2 separate regions of the Mus musculus genome follow, and region 1 is linked to region 2. A link is a contact called in public Micro-C data. All regions are on one chromosome and are shown on one strand. The core of a region is the stretch at or near the end of the contact, and the rest is flanking DNA. Distances in the headings are between cores, read along the strand shown. Region 1 holds the start of Zfp84 (zinc finger protein 84). Region 2 holds the start of Kcnk6 (potassium inwardly-rectifying channel, subfamily K, member 6).

What was found. Hi-C and Micro-C count contacts between places; a contact is called where the count stands out from the background.
Region 1: a Micro-C map of B cells shows a contact between it and region 2, with 4 times the contacts expected there. The contact joins the promoter of Zfp84 here to the promoter of Kcnk6 in region 2. A contact is called at or near these places in 2 of 39 promoter capture datasets (hippocampal neurons and liver), 3 of 484 Hi-C or Micro-C datasets (B cells, CD4 T cells and forebrain) and 2 of 115 datasets of contacts at active chromatin or transcription factors (both in embryonic stem cells).

The regions. Positions count from the first base shown.
Region 1 is chr7:29,767,256-29,770,177 of GRCm38.p6, forward strand. Zfp84 (zinc finger protein 84) reads left to right here and starts at 1,297. Exons shown (of 5, transcript NM_023750.2): 1 at 1,297-1,440. It overlaps Gm38983 (a long non-coding RNA gene), which reads right to left and starts at 998. Exons shown (of 2, transcript XR_881933.3): 1 at 1-998.
Region 2 is chr7:29,231,125-29,233,961 of GRCm38.p6, forward strand. Kcnk6 (potassium inwardly-rectifying channel, subfamily K, member 6) reads right to left here and starts at 1,398. Exons shown (of 3, transcript NM_001033525.3): 1 at 1,038-1,398. The coding sequence starts at 1,359.

The DNA of each region.
Region 1 (2,922 bases), core at 47-2,546, 540 kb after region 2:
CAAACCGAGGAGTCCAAGCCGCAGTGCCTTGTGGGAAAAACAAGCCAGGGCACCAAATCCTCCTTCGTGTAACCCCTGCCACAACATCTGCTCTAAGCCGATTCACGGAGAATTCCTCTGGGAATTCTGTCTAGAAAGGGTCCCAGGAGGTCCCGGAAAGACCAGGAACCTAGAAATCCAAAAAGCGGAATCTGGGTTTCAGGCTGCCGGTAAACCTAGATCTTGTGAGCGAGATATTCTCTTCTCTCTCTCTCTCTCTCTCTCTCTCTCTCTCTCTCTCTCTCTCTCTCTCTCTCTCTCTCTCTCTCTCTCTCTCTTCCCCCCGGAGACAGTCTTCCTAATAAAACTCTGCTTCCACAACAACAAAATCAACCAACAATAACAAAATCCACCAAGACTTGAGGCACAGTGATGCATACTTTTAATCATAGCAAACAGAAGGCAGAGACATGGGCCAGAGTTTGAAGCCAGTATGATCGACATTGAATTCTCATTATATGAGTGAGAATATATATATATATATATATATATATACATATACATACATACATATGGAATTCCATAAAATTTGATCCAACATAAATGTTCATGATTGGCCCAACATAAGTGCTTGGAACAGAACAGACGATGCTCTTAAGAACTGAACCATCTCTCTGTTTATTTTCCTTTATGGACACAGGTCGTTAGGTAACCATGGCTTCAAACTTGTTATGTAACCGAGGCGGGCATTAAAACTCTTGATTCTCCTGCTTCTGCCTCCTGAGTGCTGGGATTACAAACATGCAATGCTCAACCCAGGCTAATGCAGCACATTTAAATTTGTGGCTATCGAGTGGTAAGTAGACTAAATATTCCAGTAAAGATAGGGCGATCTTTGCCCTATCCAGTCGTTCCCAGTCCTAACAGCCTTGTCTCATTCCTTCAGGGAGCTTGGAACACCACACTGGAGAAGCTCTTAAGAGCCCTCATATATCCGACTGTCAATAGCAGGATGAGTTCTTTACCGAGAACGCGGTCTGTGATGTCTTCTGGGAAATGTAGTCCTGAGCTGGATCACTTGCTCGGGTTCTTGCCTCGCTTCTGTAGCTGGAGTAAAGATCCACCCCCACCACAGAGCCGAAACTGCTTAAGTTTCAGAGACTTCAAGCCTTGGATCCTTGGGAAATTCCCCCTTTAGAAAACTAATCGTCCGTTCTCTAGTTTCAACAGATCTCTACTTCCTCTCTCGCACACTGAAACTCTCCTGCAGACTCTAGAAGTAGCACCGCCTTCTGGGAAATGTAGTCCACTATAAATGCTCAGCCACATGGCGGAAGTGGCTGGAAAGAGGTTGTTCCGGATCATCTCAGTGCCCTACCCGACCTAACCCGGTACTGTCCTGGTCGGTATTCGCTGGTCGTCCGAGTTCGAAGCCGTGAGATCGCAGTTTATACTTTTGAAGTGAGTCTGCCCTTGGTTTTAAGTGCTTTGTGTAAATACAGTCCTTAAGGCCTGTATTTGTTGGTCGCTGGCTGCAGGCCGGCTCTAGGGGACCCACCCGGTTTCCGGGATGGCGCTAGAGGCTTAAAGAGGGACTAAGGCGGCGGGAGTGTGACTGCATGGGCGAAAAGGTTTTTGGAGGATGTGGATTGTACAGGAGGGTGAGAGAGAGAGAGTGCGCGAAGTCAGCAGAACGTGGGTAGTAGGTGGTTACCAGATCCTCTAGTCTTGCAACGCAAAGTCGGGGGCGGGAGGTGCGGGACACCATTTATGTCAAGTTTATTTGAAAATTTGGGGGGAGGGGGGAGAAAGCTAAATAGTAGAGACGGTAAGGATTTCTGTGTTCAAGATAGATCAGTTTACCAATCAGCATGACTTTTAACTGTAGTTAGGAGTTAGATATGGTGACCCACATCTATAATTTCAGCACTCGAGCTGCGGAAGCTGGAAGTCAGTGACTTTGAGGACAGCCGTGGGAACATAGTGAGTTCCAGGCTACCGGGACCCACATAGTGAAATCCTGTCTCAGAAACGGATGAGTGTATAGAAATTGTATTTGAAAAAACGTAATTACTGTGGGTTCCTACTTTTGTGTCACACCCTCCGAGTAGCCATTTAGCCTTGTTTAGGGAACTCTTAGAAAATCTTAGCCTCTGTTGACTACCACTAGAGAAGTCAGAATTTGAAGTTCATGATTCTGGGTGATCCACTTCAGGTTCTAAAAAGACAACTTCCTCAGCTCTAGGCTTTTCTGTCAAGAAGCAGACATAGTGAGCACACGGAGTCTCCGTTGTACCCCATCTTCACCCTGTCCAGTTTATAGTTACAAAACTAGTCCTCGGTGTGGTGGGTTTAGAAGGTGGGGGCTTTTTGAAGGTAATTAAATGGGAGTAGTGCCCTGGCTCCCTGGAGCTACCTGCCTTCTCTAGGTGAGAGTGCAGTCCAGAGACTCCATCTGGGGACCGGGGAAATCGGTTTTCACTAGACACCTAATTTGTCAGTGCCACCACAACAGAGAAATAAGTTTGTTATTTATAAGCTAGTCTCTGGTATTTTGTTATAGCAGCTTAAGTGGGCTAATGGACTTTAATACTGCACCTGGCCAGTTCCTGCAGAAATTATTTGAAGTTCCTGAAATGTACTTTGTTTTTTTGTTTACGGTTTCCAGAGAGATCAAGTTCCTTTTTTTTTTTTTGGCTTGGTATGGAGGAATCCACAGAAACGCCTTTCTTCATGACATGAGGAACTCTTCCTACTGTCCTAGTAAAAGGGAGTGTGGGGTGAGATAGAATTGGTTAGTCCTGGGGTGAGGTGCATGTGGAGGTTTTGAAGATGATTGAACCTGTTCATGGTAACACCGAAGAGTGAGTAGCCTAGAGGCACGGCTTTGAACTTTGGACAGAATTTCATTTTATTCATCTGTCTAGTGTCTAGATAGATGGC
Region 2 (2,837 bases), core at 148-2,647:
CAAGAGAAAAAAAAAAAGAAAGAAAGAAAGAAGAGAAAAAAAAAAGAAAAGAAAAAAAAGAAAAAAGAAAAGAGCAAGAGGTTTTGCTGGAGGTAGTTAGGGGTAGGAGTCTCAACTTGGAGGATTTCAAGCGGGACAGCCAATCAGCCAATGGTTCTTCCTTGAGGACGCTCTGGGTTCGCGCCATTCTTACAGCCCGCTGTAGGAGCTGCTGATCCAGGAATCTGAGTCTAGAGTGGAAAACATTGGGAGAATCCCAACAACTCAGGGGAGGTGTAAAGATGGGTGGAGGAGCCCTGTGTTAGAGTAGGAAGTCCAGGAGAGGGGGGGAGGGGGGGACCTTCAGTCAGTCTGTTAGTCCCCGGACCAGGGATCTTGCTGGAGAGTGCCCAAAGCGGAAGGGATCCTAGAACCGGTCTCAGGTCAGGCTAAGGTCTCTTCCTAGAAGACAGACCTCCAGTAATGTTGCCCTGCTATTACTGACTAGCATGCATGAAGGCCTGAGTTCAACTCACAGTTCACTGGGGCACTGAGTTCAGGAGGAAGTTAAAGTGGGCTGTTCCAGAAAGGACCTATCTGGAGCCAGAAGACAAGGCTGGAAGAGATGGTGTGCCAGCCCTATTGTAACACAGCCCCCGAGGTTAGACACCCAAGGAAAGCCCTACCAAGGCCCTTGCCAATCATCTATGATAATCCTAGGATTAAGACAAGAGTGAGCCAGGCTGGTGACCCACACCTGTAATCCCAGCATTTAGGAGGCTGAGACAGGAGGATGAAATTCCAAGCCAACCTGCGCCTAAAGGTACATGCTATCTCAAAACCAAACAAAAAGGCACCAAAGGGGATGCTGTCTGAGAAAGTATTCCAAGGGAACTGGGGTGTGTAGTACGAGGGCTCTCCAAATGAGGCAGCTGTGGCCAGTGTGGGTCAGTTGGGAATGGAGGTTGTTCTGAGAGCACCAGGACGATTGGGATGAAGGTGTATGTTAAGGGGTCCGGACACTATCTGGGACTGGGTGATGGATAGCACTCACTTACCCACGGTGGTGACAAGCGTGCTGGCGAAGAAGAGCGCCGAGGCGAAGTCCCACGCAGGGTCCGAAGCGTTGGCAGCTCCCGAGGCGTTGGCGAGCGCTGCGCGCCCCAGCCGTCCGGCCGCCAGCACCCGCTCCACGAAGGCATCCAGGGCGTGAGCCGCCACGCACGGGCTGTGCTGTAGCAGCTGCTCCCGCAGGGTCCCCAGTTCTGCCCGCAGCCGGGCTTCGTGAGGCCGCTCCAGCCGCGCCACAAGCAGCGCGCCCAGCGCCAGGTACCCGGCGTAGGCGGCCAGGGCGCTAGCCAGGAGCGCGCCCCGCCGCATGGTGCCCGTACAGCCCCGACACCCGCTGACGTGGCCCCCGCCGGCCCACCGCCCGAGGTCCGCTTTTAGTTCCGGGAGCTCCAGGCGCGGCCACCGACGCCCCGAAGAGGAAGAGGAAAAGGAAAAAGGGGGAGGAGCGGGGCTGGCGGAACGCCCTGACGCTGGGAAACTGAGGCACGCCCAAACACCTGGTGTAGGTACAGGGACACCGGAGGGTGGAGTTCGACGCTCCGGGATCGGGGAGTCAAATGGGATGGGAAGGGCTGCGGAGTCCTTTCCTGCCTGAAGTTCCTTGCAACTCTCCTCCTCGCGACTCCTTAACTCAGATCTGAAACTCTCCTCCGAAGTGGGAGCTTTCTGTTTGTAACCTTTTTTTTTTTTTTTTTTTTTTTCTCGAGACAGGGTTTCTCTGTGTAGCCCTGGCTGTCCTGTCTCACTCTGTAGACCAGGATGGCCTGGAACTTAGAAATCTGCCTGCCTCTGCACTGTACCCAGTGTTTGCTTGAGGCACTAAGACGTGGGATAAGTTGTGGGTGGGTGGGAGGGGCCTACGATTTCGGAATAATTGACCAGGAGTCAGGGGGCATTGTTGGAAGACCTCTGTCTCAATAAATAAACAATACATTGCTTACTTTCATGGTGGCGCACCCCTTTTATCCAGCACTCAGGAGGCAGAGGCAGCTATATTTCTGAGTTCAAGCCAGCCTGTGTACATAGTAAGTTCCAGGGCTACATAGTAGGACACAGTCTCAAGAAACACAGAACACACACAAAAATGAGCAAATAAATTTCGGATGTGGTTGTGGTGGCTTGCACATAATAACCTTAACATTTGAGCAATAGACTGGGCCATCACCGGCTCCAGGCCAACCTGGGCTACCTAGTGAATACCTGTCTCAAAAGGTGTGGTGGAGTGGCTGGAGAGAATAGCTAAGAGTATTAGTTGCTTCTGCAGATGACCTGGATATAGATATGTATATAGATATGTATATATCTATATCCAGGGTAGGGACTCCCTTTTCCTGGAGGCTGAGATGTTCCTACGTACATTAGAAAAGTTAAAGGTAGAGCAGCAAAGCCCCGTCTCAAAACAAAACAAAAACCAACAACAAACTAGTAAGTAGCCTAGGGGGTGGCTCACTTCTTTAATCCCAGCACTTGGGAGGCAGAGACAGAGGCAGATGGATCGCTCTGTGAGGGAAGCTTGCTCTACAGAGGGAGTTCCAGGTCAGCCAGGGTGACAAAGTGAGACATTGTCTCAATAGTAAATTAATAGGTAAAACTGAAAGCAGGGTTTCCCTTATTTTTCTCCTGTAGGTCCCCTCACGTCCCTCTATGACGTGGACTCAGTGCTCTCCTTACTGCTGTGTGGAGGGCAGACCAGAATCCTCCCACAACCAGACCGCAGCTCTGATACACGCAACAAGCTCTATTTATAAAACTGTGGTAATTCTTGGGACAGAGCCCAATTTAGGGCT